2 separate regions of the Ovis aries genome follow, and region 1 is linked to region 2. Evidence: chromatin contacts called from public Hi-C data. All regions are on one chromosome and are shown on one strand. Each heading gives the region's core, a stretch centred on a gene start, on an enhancer-like site or on the middle of the called end of the contact. The rest is flanking DNA. Distances are from core to core; before and after follow the strand shown.

Region 1 (7,325 bases), core at 673-3,172, 47 kb before region 2:
CAGAGCAAAGGAAAAAAACCTACCAAAAAGGAGAAATATTTGCAAGTGATTTGGTGAATAAAGGATTATATCCAACAAATATAAACAGGTCACATAACTCAATACCAAAAACACCAAAAAACAAACAACTCAACCAAAAAAATGGGCAGAATTGAATGACATTTTTCCAAAAAGGAAATGCAGCTGGACAACAGGCATGTGAAAAGGTGTTCAATAACACTGATCGTCAGTAAAGTGCAAATCAAAACCACAAGATACCACCTCACACCAGTCGGAATGGCTATCATCAAAAAGAACACAAATAGCAAATGCTGGTAGGAGGTGCAGGAAAGGGAATCCTCATACATCGTTGATGAGAATGGGAACTGGGGCAGTCAATGTGGAAAACAGCATGGAGGTTTCTCAAAAAATAAAAAATAGAACTACTCTTTGTTCCAAGAATTCCACTCCTGGGTAGATATCTGAAAGAAACAAAAAACACTAATTTGAAAAGATGCATGTACTTCAATGTTTATAGCAGCATTTACAATTCCCAAGGTACAGAATCAACCTAAGTGTCCATCAACAGATGAATAGGCGAAAAAAATGTGATATATATATATATATATACATATATATATATATGTATACACAATGAAATACTACTCAGACTGAATGGAAAAAGAATGACATTTTGCATTTTCAGCAACATGGATACTCTTGGAGGACATTATACTAAGTGAAATAAGTCAGGCAGAGAAAGACAGATATGAGGATATCAAGCAGATATCACTTGTATGTGGGAAATAAAATATACAACCAACTAGTGAATAAAACAAAAAAAAGCAGACTCACAGACATAGAGAACAAACTAGTGGTTACCCGTGGGGAGAGGGAAGGGGGCAGGGAAAAAACAGGGGGAAGGGGAAAAAGAAGGGTTATTATGGGATTGTATAAATTATGTTGCAACTTTTAAAAATTGTAAGTTACGATAGAATTTAAAGCATCTTTTACTCAATTAAAAATAAACAGAAACAAAAAATTTAAAAAGTGAAGCAGACAAAAAATAGATAACATGGTTCATTTTATGCTATGCGTTTTTTAACCACAATTTTAACAATAAAAATAAAGGAATGGGAGGGAAGTGGTGGGGAGTTAAATATTAGCTCTGTTTTTGACAGATAACTTTACCTTTTTTTTGGTTTCATTTTTCTTCCTTATTGAAGAAATTGATCTAAATAACCTTTAAGGTCCTTTCCAGTTCTAAAATCCAATTTCATAGCTATGGGGGACTATCTTATCCGTTGACTCGGAATAAAACAAAGTCCTCTATAGTACAAAATGTTGGCCTCCTTATCTTCCCCAAAATCCCTCTACAATGCCTAATAATATCAATGAGATAGTCTATTCACACTCACTGCTTAGTAATAAGCTTCCCACAAAGTAATTCATGCCGGAATAACATGATGAGAATTTGAACAAGGATAGAGTTTATCTTAAGGTAAATGAGTACCTAACTGTTAAATATTCATATCATGGTCATTATGTTTTTGATCATGAATCTTTATTGCCTTGAGAAAGAAAAATTAGAGCAAAGTTCATCAGAAGAAAAGATATAATTATTTTAGAAATTATCCTAATGTCAAATGAAGACGAAGAAGGATAGAGAGATGAAAAGGAAGAAGCAGGGGAGCAATGTTGAAGGTGAAGATTGGTGGGCTTTCGGAATGCACCAAAGGTGCTTCTGAGACTTCAGTACAGATGGATTAGAGTAATAATGATACAGTGAATATTTGTAGAAAGGATGGAACCTATGCTGAAATACAAAGATGAGAGCTTGGGTCCAGAGATAGAGCCATCTTGATGAGACAGAAGGGTTTCAGATGGAGCTGAGACAGAGGAACAGCCAGTCTTGGGCTGAGCCGTGGAGTATGGCTGCAGTTAGCCTCAGTCATCACATTTGCAACAGGTGCTTTAGATGATATATACAAGTCAATAAATAAGGAAGTTCCTGAGCTGGATGCAAACAGGAAGGATGAGGAGGTGGTGATGACAGAGGAATGAGGCCAAAGAGGCAGAAAAATGAAAGTGAAAGGCTTAGTTGCTCCGTCGTGTCTGACTCTTGTGAAAATGGCAACCTACTCCACTGTTCTTGCCTGGGACATCCCATGGACAGAGGAGCCTGGAGGGCGTCAGTCCATGGGGTCGAAAGAGTCAGAGATGACTCAGCAACTAAACAGTAACCACAACCACAGTAGGAAAGAAAGATGTGAGGATAAGTGTTAAAGGAGAATTTATGAGCCAAACATATTGCTAAAACCAACAGCAAAAAATTAGCTAACTTATGCAAACAGCAGTGTATTTGGAAGAATTGGGGGTAACTATCAAAATTCACAGGAAGATCAGATACCCAGGCTCAGAAAAGGATTGAGCCAAGGGAGATTGGTTTCAAAAAAGACATGTGACTTCACACCACAGAATGAACTCAGATTAGACTGCCACTACTGGCGCGGCTGCCGCTGGACACTCAGGCTAACAGCACAGGTGTCATCCTTCCACACTTGCTGACAACTCAAAACGGAAACCCCCAACTCTTGTCCCGTGACTCAGAAGCCTGGTGGCAGGTGTCTCATTGGCTAAACCTCCATCACCTCACTCCCTCACTGCCGGGACTTTCAACGTACTTGAGTCTTCTGCTTCAGCACTCAGAGCTGGGGCACACTCAGTGTCTTACCAGGACACCCAGGGTGAAAAATTCCCTCCAAACGTGAGGCTCTTACAGCCACGAGTAGCCGAGAGAAGAGAAACACGTCCACCGCACGTCACCTTACCACTTTGCAGACCTGCAGTTCACAAACAAAAGCAAAACAAAGCACACAAAGGCAAAAGGCCTCTGCCTACTTAAAACCAACTCATCTTCGTACAACTGAAAGTATTCTGCTCCCCAGACCAAGTCAATAAAATCTCTCCTTTTTAATCACGTTCCAGTCCCAAGGCCCCTGGCTAATATCTATTCCTTTCGTTTTGGTTTTGTAGCAATTTGATTCTGATATATATTTTTTAATTTTTATTTTTACTGTATTTTACTTTACAATACTGTGTTGGTTTTGCCATACATTGACATGAATCCGCCACGGGTGTACATGCGTTCTCAAACATGAACCTCCCTCCCACCTCCCTCCCCATAACATCTCTCTGGGTCATCCCCGTGCACCAGCCCCAAGCATGCTGTATCCTGCATCGGACATAGACTGGCGATTCATTTCTTACATGATAGTATACATGTTTCAATGCCATTCTCCCAAATCATCCCACCCTCTCCCTCTCGCTCTGAGTCCAATAGTCCGCTCTACACATCTGTGTCTCTTTTGCTGTCTTGCATACAGGTGGTGCTGGGAAAACTGGTCAACCACTTGTAAAAGAATGAAACTAGATCACTTTCTAACACCACACACAAAAATAAACTCAAAATGGATTAAAGATCTAAATGTAAGACCAGAAACTATAAAACTCCTAGAGGAGAACATAGGCAAAACACTCTCTGACATAAATCACAGCAGGATCCTCTATGATCCACCTCCCAGAATTCTGGAAATAAAAGCAAAAATAAACAAATGGGATCTAATTAAAATTAAAAGCTTCTGCACAACAAAGGAAAATATAAGTAAGGTGATTCTGATATATTGAAAACCACAAAATAATGACCGTCAGTGAAAAAAAAAAAATCCCCCGCCATATCAGGACACAAAAGACGTTGCAGCCCTCAGGTTATCACATTGCAGTGGCCTGACCGTGAGCCCTGAAGGAACTCAGGGCAGAAACAGGATGTCTGGTGTCACGCTGTCAGCCGTGGCACCGCCCCCAAGGGCACACTCCAGAGAGACTCACAATGGGAAAAACGCAGGATACTGGCCCCAGATAGTTGAGGTGCTACCAAAGGAATGATTTCATGATTAACATGTTAAGATGTTCTGACTACCTGATTTTTGCTGCAAAAATGGTTATATATATGTGTATATATATGTATATATATATATATACACACACATATATATCCTGGCTCCACGCTTACCTCTTCAGAATGTCCCAGACTCATGTCCATAGTTTTGTCTGAGGAATAAAACAAATAAAACATAATTCTCAAACTTTTAGGTTGTACTTTTTTTTCAGTCAACATTATAAATGCATATGCAATCTTGATGGAAAGAGACAAAAATAAGGAAGTTAGCTGAAATATTTACATGATACAATGAGGAAGGAAATTCTGGGCAATGACTCTAGGCATTTTCTCTGCAACAGGTCTGTGATGTGTGTATGTGAAAGTCACTCAGTCATGTCTGACTCTTAGCAACCCCAGACAGTCCATGGAGTTCTCCAGGCCAGAATACTGGAGAGGGTTGCCATTTCCTTCTCTAGGGGATCTTCCCAACTCAGGGATTGAACCCAGGCCTCCCGCATTGCAGGCGGATTCCTCACCAGCTGAGCCACCTGGGAAGACCAAGAATACTGGAGTGTGTAGCCTATCCCTTCTCCAGCTCATCTTCCCAACCCAGGAATCCAATCGGGGTCTCCTGCATTGCAGGCGGATTCCCTACCAGTTGAGTTTCTACTGTAGGCAACATTAACGGCTTACCTACACCACAGCTCACTGCTCCATGTCTTCACTGCTTCCTGCCACACTTCGGTATCTGGAATGACTCAAAATGTTACATGTAAGTATTTTAGTGCCTAGTAGTCCTGCATGTGTAGGGTTACAACAGTCCTTCAACTGTCTTTCACTAACTTTTTCACTCTCTGTAAAAAAAAAATGCTTCAGCTATGCTTTGGATAAGAACAGAGAAGAGATTACATGATATTAAATAAGCCCCACTGTATAACTATCAAATGATATCCTTTACCATGGGGCTTCCCTGGTGGCTCAGACAGTAAAGAATCACACTGTAAGATTTTAATTATAAGCCAGCCTATTCCTGATTTCTTCAGGAAGGCTTAAGTAACATAAAATTATAAAAAAGATGGCTGTATTCCCAGTAAGTAACTTAAATCCCCACTCAAATTCTACACAAGTGGTCCCAACTATTTATTATCAAAATAAACACTTTTAACAAAAGCATGTTTAATAACAAATTGAAATAACTCTATAGCCTTAAACCAAACCTTGGTTTTACCTAGGAAGATAGCGAATCATATTTGCTTTGCTTTAATTAAACTGTTTTCTATTCAAAGTAGCCTCTTGATGAAAGTGAAAAGGAGAGTGAAAAAGTTGGCTTAAAGCTCAACATTCAGAAAATGAAGATCATGGCATCCAGTCCCATTACTTCATGGGAAATAGATGGGGAAACAGTGGAAACAGTGGCTGACTTTATTTTTCTGGGCTCCAAAATTACTGCAAATGGTGGCTGCAGCCATGAAATTAAAAGATGCTTACTCCTTGGAAGAAAAGTTATGACCAACCTAGATAGCATATTAAAAAGCAGAGACATTACTTTTTCAACAAAGGTCCATCTAGTCAAGGCTATGGTTTTTCCAGTGGTCATGTATGGATGTGAGAGTTGGACTATAAAGAAAGCTGAGCTCAGAAGAATTGATGCTTTTGAACTGTGGTGTTGGAGAAGACTCTTGAGAGTCCCTTGGACTGCAAGGAGATCCAACCAGTTCATCCTAAGTGAGATCAGTCCTGGGTATTCATTGGAATGACTGATGCTGAAGCTGAAACTCCAATACTCTGGCCACCTGATTCAAAGAACTGACTCACTGGAAAAGACCCTGATGTGGGAAAGATTGAAGGTGGGAGGAGAAGGGGACAACAGAGGATGAGATGGTTGGATGGCATCACTAACTCAATGGACATGGGTTTGGGTGGACTCTGGGAGTTGGTAATGGACAGGGAGGCCTGGTGTGCTGCGGTTCACGGGGTCGCAAAGAGTCAGACACAACTGAGCAACTGAAATGAACTGAACTGAACTGATTCAAAGTAGAATAGGAAGTATTTCACACTCAAAAGTCTTATGCTATGTGCAATGGTTATAGACTGTATTGTGCCCCTTATTCATATGTTGAAGTTCTAACCCCTAGTACCTCAGAATGTGAGTATATTTGGCCCTTTAAAAAGTAAGTTGAAGTGAAGCAGTTAGGGTGAGTCTAATATGATCTGACTGTGGCCCTTATCAGAGAAGGCAATGGCACCCCACTCCAATACTCTTGCCTGGAAAATCCCATGGATGGAGGAGCCTGGAAGGGTGCAGTCCATGGGGTCGTGAAGAGTCGGACATGACTGAGCACGACTTCACTTTCACTTTTCACTTTCATGCATTGGAGAAAGAAATTTCAACCCACTCCAATGTTCTTGCCTGGAGAATCCCAGGGATGGTGGAGCATGGTGGGCTGCCAGCTATGGGGTCGCACAGAGTCGGACACTGAAGTGACTTAGCAATAGCAGTGGTCCTTATAAGAAGAAATGTGAACACGTACAGAGACACCAAGGACTTATTGGCGCAGTGAGAAGGCAGTCACCTGCAAGCTGAGGAGAGGAGTCTTAGAGAAAAACCAAACCTCAGAAAAAAACAAACCACAGCTTGGTCTTGGACTTCCAGCCTCCAGAACTAAGAAAAAACTAATTTCTGTTGCTTAAGTCACCCACTCAGTGGTACTTTGTTAAAACAGCCCTAGCAAACTCATACAGCAACCAATTCAAAGAAACCAACAAAGCCATTAGTAGAGAAAAAAAGAGTGCATTTATTGGTGTTTTAAATATTTTTCACATATCACAAGTGTATAAATTTTATAATTTTAGTAAGAAGGCATACTCAAAAAGCCCAATGACAAATCAATTTTAAAATGTTTCTGCTACTTTGGGGTAGGCTGTAAGGATGATCTTTAAAGTCCCCCAAGTAACTTGATTAGAAGACCAGATGTTTGCTGGTTGTATTATTCTGAACTTAATTTATCTAAGTTGTTTTTCTTTCAGGAAAAGTTTTATTTGTTTAAGGGTGTCAGGCTTGACTTCCAAATTTAACTGGTCATTTACTGAACATATCCATTTAAGTGTCTTAAGTCAACAGCTCCCAAATATGACTCTAAGAGACCACCATTCAGGAGATTTATGAATGAAGTAATCCCAAGGGAAAACTTGTGGGAAAGTGATGAAAGCAGGGAAAAGAAGGGAAGGAAGTCAAATAAAGGCATGGCTTCAAGCAAAGTTTTATAGAAATTTAGTTCAGTTTATTCAAGGAAGATCTCTAGGGTACAATTTGCACCTCAGCCCTGGTTTGACCCCAGGCAAAGGGCATAGAGCTTTCCACCTCCCAAATTCATCAGTCATTGGCTTAGAGGCAAGGAAATTCCCA
Region 2 (7,579 bases), core at 4,856-7,355:
ATGGAATTAAAAGATACTCCTTGGAAGAAAAGTTATGACCAACCTAGACGGCATATTCAAAAGCAGAGACATTACTTTGCTGACTGAGGTCCGTCTAGTCAAGGCTACAGTTTTTCCAGTAGTCATGTATGGATGTGAGAGTTGGACTATTAAGAAGGCTGAGTGCCGAAGAATTGATGCTTTTGAACTGCTGTGTTGGAGAAGACTCTTGAGAGTCCCTTGGACTGCAAGGAGATCCAACCAGTCCATTCTGAAGGAGATCAGCCCTGGGATTTCTTTGGAAGGAATGATGCTAAAGCTGAAGCTCCAGGACTTTGGCTACCTCATGCGAAGAGTTGACTCATTGGAAAAGACTCTGATGCTGGGAGGGATTGGGGGCAGGAGGAGAAGGGGATGACAGAGGATGAGATGGCTGGATGGCATCACTGACTCGATGGACGTGGGTCTGAGTGAACTCCGGGAGTTGGTGATGGACAGGGAGGCCTGGCGTGTTGCGATTCATGGGGTCGCAAAGAGTTGGACACGACTGAGCGACTGATCTGAACTGAACTGAATAACGAGCGATGCTGAGCATCTTTTCATGTGCTGGCCATCTGTCTGTCTTCTTTGGAGAAATGTCTGTGTAAGTCTTCTGCCCATTTTTTAAAAATGGGTTGTTTGTTTCTGGTATTGAGTTGCATGAGTTGCTTGTGTATTTTGGAAGTAAGTCCTTGGTCAGTTGTTTCATTTGTAATTATTTTCTTCCATTCTCAGGGTCCAAATGTAAAATAGACAGCTAGTGGGAATTTGCTGTGTGACCACCTACAGGGGTGGGGTGGGGAGGGTATATATACATACCTGCGGCTGATTCACGCGGACGATGGCAGAAAACAACACAATATTGTAAAGCAATTATCCCCTGATTTCACAAAGGAACAAAAAACATTAGGCAGGAAAACAGATCTACATGAGTTACTTGTGGAACCCATAGGATGCAAACCAACCAATTCCTTGGAAAGCCTAGATTTGCATTCCTGAGATGGTACACAACTTCTGCCTTGCTCACTGGAATTTTAAAAGCAATGATCCTGGCTAACATTTCAAGTGTAAATTCAAGAAGCTGCTTCTCTGGGCTGATCCTAAGATGCTCCTCACTACAGCCAATGGAAACACAACAGAGCACATTCTAGAAAAGCGATTCCACAGGGGGCCACGGCAACGATGTACAGGGTGAAACACTCTCCTGTTCTGGTTCAGTCTGGAAGAGTGTTGAAGCACCTAGCTAAACGGATGTAACTCACATCACCAGTCGGCGACAACCCTGAGCCAGACCAAGTTTCCCACGAAAGCAGTAAGTTTGGGTGTGTTTAAGCCATCTGATGAACCGGGATTAAGGTTCTCAAGGTTTACCCTCATGTCTCTATAATGATTTTAACATTTTAATTTCATTTTTACTTATTTAACATTTTAAAAGCATTAAAAGCATTAAAAAAAAAAACATTTAAAAGCATTAAAACTATTAGCGTGTGTTCACACTGGTCACAGAAATTCTCACCTGTAGAAAGCATAATATCCATAAAAGTGCAACTCTGAGGAAGCTAACGCCTGTGAATATGCCCAGCTAAATAGCTTGTGGCAGCTGGGAGAGGGCTTCCCTGGTGGCTCAGCTGGTTAAGAATCTGCCTGCAATGAGGGAAACCCAGGTTTGATTCCTGGGTCAGGAAGATTCCCCAGGAGAAGGGCATGGCAACACACTCCAGTATTCTTGCCTGGAGAACTCTAAGGACAGAGGAGTCTGGTGGGCTACAGTCCACGGGGTTGCAAAGAGATCAACATGACTGAGTGACTGAAACTAGCAGTTTAAATACTGGGTTGGCCAAAAATTTCTTTGGGGTTTTCATGTTCCGGAAAAACGAAGTTCTTGGCCAACCCAATAATTTGCTACGTAGAATTACTATTAATATGACCAATAGTTGGTTTCCAAAGAAAGACTTTATAGTAAGTTTTCTTTCTGAGTAATTAGAAAGTAACACTTGTTTCTGTTGGAGCCACACCTTTGTCAAGACGCTGAAACCCTACCAGCTGCCTGCAGGATAACACACATCTAGTTGGCAGAGCCAAGCCTGGGGTGAGTCACTAAATTTGATCTTTCCACAACTGCCACTATAAAAAGGGAATATGCTTTCTATAATCCGCCATGACAATTACAAGACAGAAAAAAAAATCCCTGAGTAAATATAATAACAAAGCCTGTTTGCACGAACAACTAAAGAAGTGCCGTTTTCTCCATGTCATGTAACAAGGTACACAAGCGTCCTCCTTAGGGCACACACTTTACACTGGCCACCTGGACCATAGACTAAATTTTGCCTTAACCCTGGCATCAGCTTCGTGGCCTAATAGTTCTAGATTTACATGATTATATTGCAATTGATTTTCTACTTCAGCTTTTGTTGGCCCAGAAATGATAAGAAGCACCAACAGAGATAAGAGATGCTAGGCACCAAGCCCTTAATATCTTTGTCAGTAGAGCTCAGAAACCTCTTTCGTGGGCATTCAAGGGAGTTGTCCTCCCAGGATTAGCCTTGAGCCCTTCAGTTCAAGCTGGACTTGCCTGACCGTCTGGCCAGCTCCGTCAGGAAGACATGAGGAGGCTTGCCATGATTTCCTACCAAAGGGCTGGAGTTTTTGCTCCTCTGCATTTACAGACATAGTTTTCTCTGTTTTAGAGAAGACTCTAACACCCTGGGCAGAGGTTCTAGGTGACCACAAACCTCGCCCTGTTTAAACCGCTCTGGCTCATTTAAACAGGCACCACGTTGCTAATGTACCTCCCTCCATGACAGGGCTTCTGAGGGCACGAGAGCTCCAACAGCAAAGCAGCACATGGGACCCACAGAAGACACATCAGCCGTTTCAGTTTTAAAAACTGAAGTTATTAGACTGTCTTGCAACCAAGCATATGTTCAATCACCATACTGACAACAGGATTGTTAATTCAGGGGTCAAATATCTTGTTGCTCATGTGAATTAACAAGCAAGGCTGGAAAAAATCGGAGTAGTCGATTTTATTTACAAAGCAGAAATAGAGACACAGATGTAAAGAACAAATGTGTGGATGCCAAGTGGGAAAGGTTGGGGTGGGGGTGGGTAGTGGGAAGAACTGTGAGATTGGGATAGACATATATACACGACTATGCATAAAACAGCTAAGTAATGAGAACCTACTGTATAGCTCAGGGAACTCGACTCAATGTTCTGTGGAGACCTAAATGGGAAGGAAATCCAAAACAGAGGGAGCATATGTATATGCTTGCTGAGTCACTTTGTTGTAAAGTAGAAACTAACACGGCGTTGTGAAGCAACTATACTCCAATAAAAATCAAAAAATGCAGGGAGTTCTATTGTTTTTTAAAGAACTGCTGCTGCTCCTAAGTCGCTTCAGTCGTGTCCGACTCTGTGCAACCCCACAGATGGCAGCCCACCAGGCTCCCCTGTCCCTGGGATTCTCCAGGCAAGAACACTGGAGTGGGTTGCCATTTCCTCTCCAATGCATGAAAGTGAAAAGTGAAAGTGAGGTCGCTCAGTCGTGTCCAACTTTTCGAGACCCCCATGGCCTGCGTGGGACTGCACGACATGGTTAATAGTGCCTGTAAGACTTGGTTCAAACCCTTTTTAAATCAAGCAAGTCATTGTAACAACAGTGTATGGAAGTCAGCCACTGTATGAGTCCAGCGGCAGTCCTAAGTGCTGCTTGTGGTTATGCAGTGAAGTTATACTGTTAGAACAATACCAGTATTTATTCACTGGGTGAAATATATTAGAAAGAGGCAGATGACATGTATGGGCAATTAAAAACCAAAAACTCAAGGAAGATGGACAGAAGAGGGTAGGTACTGTGGTGAGAGAGAAGAGACACGACCTTAGATTTCTATGATCTTCCGACGCTTCACTTTCTGTTAGCATTTAATGATTGAAAAATGCTGTTAGTCATTGTCAACTTGTGGTTAGGCTACAGGAACCACAGAACAGGAATTCCACTGCGGCAGGCGTTTTAGAAGCAAAAAGCTTTTTGTGTGGGTTCATTTACTATTTTAACTCGGTTGTATCCTCAGTCTCCTTTAAAGGTGTGGCTGCAAAAAAAAAATAAAATAAAAATAAAGGTGTGGCTGCTATTTCTCCTACCCAGGGTGCCTCTTCCTTTTCTATGTCATTTTCCGTTTCCTGGGCTCTCACAGGTAGGGTGGTAGCTGCATGGAAAACAGTGGGGAAAAGCCCAGGTTTGACCCCTACCTCAGGTTTCTCTGAGTCCAACTCCTCACTTGATTCATTCCTTCAGGCTGGTTATTTCATGGTTCTGAGGTTAACTTTCCTCATCTTACCTGAGGGATGCTATGAACTTTCTCTCAGGTTTGTGAGCATTAAACATGATCACGTGTTTCATGCCAAGCTAGAAACTGGTCATCAGTTTTGCTCATCACCAGTAGCTGTTATTGAGAAGTGTGCTTTTCACCATGATGGCAGCACTCCTAATATTTCCTCCTAAGTTTTCACGTTTTCTAACTTTTTATCTCCCCAGCCTCCATTTCCTACCCTACTCTTATCATCACCTAACCTCTCTTAAGTGCTAAACATAGGCTAGAACACTATGCTAAGTACTTTATATAAATGAATCATTGCTCAGAATCTATGCAAGTTTATTACATTAATTCCAGGCGGTTTTTTTTTTTTTTTTTCTCTCTCTCTCTCTCTCTCTCTTTCAAAGGGAGAGTTGAATTTCAGACTTTAAGTGAAGTTACTGCTTACACAGCCAGTTGCCAAGCCAGGATTGGATGTGAGGTCATTCTGACTTCAGCCTCAGTGGAGCTCTTCTAAGCCACCAATTACATCAATTACACTCCTCACCAGCTCACAGATCCACAACAACCTAATAAATGCCAGGTCGGTCTGACAACCAGTTTAGCGTGTTTAACTCTCTTGTATCTAATTTCAAAGCTATTTTCCTGTGGGTGGTGGGGTGTGTTGTGAATTCCCGACCTCCCAGCGGGCAGGAATCTTACAGAGCATCTGCTAAGCACCCAGCGCCTTGCAGGGCACAGACTCGGAGCCCAGTAGATGAAGGTTTAATAAGGAGAGAAAGTGACAGGGCAGAGATAAAGAGTAAACACAGTGCAAGATTAGAGCAGGAGGAAAAGAAAAAGGAAGAAGTAGAAAAAACTCACGGGTAAGGAACAAAAGCAAATGTTTACTGAAAGTCTTAGTGTCAGTCATCGCACTTAGGGATCTTTAAGAGACTCTTGAGTGTTCCAGCAGCTCGAGAATGTCACCTCTTTAAAGATGAGAAACGGGAGTTCCGTGTGTTTGGTTGGCCGATTTCCACCATCAATCGCGCGCACGTGGCACGGGTTTCATGGGACGCTGGCCTCCAGCACCTCTTAGGGTCTGCGTCGTAAAAATGGAGGCGGCTCCCCTCGCACTGAACCTTTGCCGCTGCTGCTTAGTCGCTCAGTTGTGTCCGACTCTCTGCGACCCTACGGACTGTAGCCCACCAGACTCTTCTGTCCATGCGATTCTCCAGGCAAAGATACTGGAGAGGGTTGCCAAGCCCTCCTCCGGGGGATCTTCCCAACCCAGGGATCTAACCCAGGTCTCCTGCATTGCAGGCGGATTCTTTACCGTCTGAGCCATTTAGGGAGAGAAACGGTGTGCGCGTCAGCGAGACAAGCGATTAAGCAATTAGACGTTTGCCAGCCACACTGGCCCACACTTTGTTCTTACCCTGCACTACAACGCGAGGAATCTCAACTCCCTTAGCCAGACTTTTTGGACACATCTTTTTCCTGTGCATCAACTCAGACGAAGGAGATAAACGTAACCGCTTCCTCTTCACCGAGCCAGAAGCCAGCGGCGGAGCTTCCTCCCCGCAGCCCGCGGCGCCCCTCCGCCCGGCTCCTGGCGCGGAGACGCCGGGACCCGGGCTCCAGGGCGGTGCGCGGCCGCCTCCCAGCTCCGGAGGCGGGGCCGGCGGGGCCGGCGGGGGCGGGGCGCGGAGGCGGGGCCGGCGGGAGGCGGGGCCGAGGAAGTCGCGCTGCCCTCCGCGATGCCCGGGCCCGCCGCGTCCCGGCGGCTCTCGGAGCTCGCGAGTGGCGGCGGCAGCAGCCCCGAAGGCGGGGTCCGCGCAGGTAAGGGGCTCGCGCCAGCCTTTCTGCAGCTCCCGGGACGCGGCCTCTGACGGGAAGCCGCGCGGGCCAGCGGGGCACCCGGGCTGCTCCTTGCTCTTGCGAGGAGGGCAGAGGTGTCCGCTGCCAACAGAACCCGGGATCCTGAGCGGCCGGGAAGGGAAGCCAGTGGAGCTGCCGGTTCAGGAGTCAGAAAGGTACGCCGAGCATCGGGGTGCGGGAGAGCGCACCGGGGCCTGCCCCGGGATCTCTTCGCATTTTGAAGGACCTACGTTTGGTCTCCTTGGGTACTCCTTTCTGCAGAGGCCAGTCCCTCATTTGGGCGGAATTGGATGCGCCCCCTTCGTGGAAACCCGGCGAATTCGCTTGGGTTCCTTGCGCAGAGAGCCCACTGATAATTGTGTATAGGTTTCAGAGTGTCTGGTAACATTAAAAAAAAAAAAAATCGGCGGTAGTGGTGGCGAACTCGAGAGGCAATTGCTTCAGCAATTAGTTCCCTAGCGCACTGTCCATTTGTTAAGCAAATGGTGCGTTGATGGCGGGTAAATCTGGGTGAGTTTCCGCGAAGTGGATTAGAGCGTCTGAAGCAACTTGTGTGCGGTATGTGTGGGTTTTACCCGTGCCTCGGTGCTTACCGAGCCTGCTCTAGAAATTTCATCTGCATCGGACACTTCGAGTTACCGAAAAGCCTCGCGGTGAACCTGGGGACTCTAGAAAACCTGCTTCACCGACGCACCAAATCACAAACAGGTCTGTGGTTTACAATTCCCATTAGCAATCACTTTTTGCTTGGATCAGCAGCATTTCAACTTAACTGATGTTAGGTGCACGTCTGCCAAGGGGGGAACCTCTAGGAGAGCACACAGGCTGGTGTGCTGTGCGGTAGCACAGGTGTGGATACAAAAGGGAATTTTGGGGCAGTCCTTTCTCGCAGGTGGATGTTTAGATAGCAGTGGCACATTGTGCTTTTGTTTTTGCGGCACCTGTTTGATCTTTGGTGATAAGCATTTTAAATATAGGGAAAATAAAAATCTTTAGAGGATATTTATCGTTAGCCTGGTCACATCCAAGTGGCAAGGATTTTCCAAACCATACTTAAAATAAGGTTAGTTTTGTTGTTCAGTTGCGAAGTTGAGTCTGATTCTTTGCAACTCTACCGACAGCAACACCAGGCTCCTCTGTTCTCCACTATCTCCTGGAGTTTGCTAAAACTCATGTTCATTGAGGCTTTGATGCCATCCAGCCATCTTGTCCTCTGCTGCCGCCTTCTCCTCCAGCCCTTAGCCTTTCCCAGCATCAGGATCTTTTCCAATGAGTCAACTCTTCGCATACGGTGGCCAAAGTATTGGCGCTTCAGGATCAGTCCTTCCAGTGGATGTTCAGAGTTGATTTCCTTTAGGACTGACCTGTTTGATCTCCTT

The links. A called contact is a pair of places that touch in the nucleus more often than the background predicts.
Region 1: a Hi-C map of blood shows a contact between it and region 2, with 5 times the contacts expected there. The contact joins the enhancer-like site here to the promoter of MCTP2 in region 2. A contact is called at or near these places in 3 of 16 Hi-C or Micro-C datasets (all in blood).

The regions. Positions count from the first base shown.
Region 1 is chr18:12,311,233-12,318,557 of ARS-UI_Ramb_v3.0, reverse strand. No RefSeq gene overlaps it. Among named protein-coding and RNA genes, the nearest start is that of MCTP2, 45 kb to the right of the region's middle. Within about 2 kb of position 1,922, at least 3 of the 54 cell types and tissues checked have an H3K27ac peak or open chromatin away from gene starts, as enhancers often do.
Region 2 is chr18:12,268,211-12,275,789 of ARS-UI_Ramb_v3.0, reverse strand. MCTP2 (multiple C2 and transmembrane domain containing 2) reads left to right here and starts at 6,105. Exons shown (of 22, transcript XM_060401994.1): 1 at 6,105-6,161.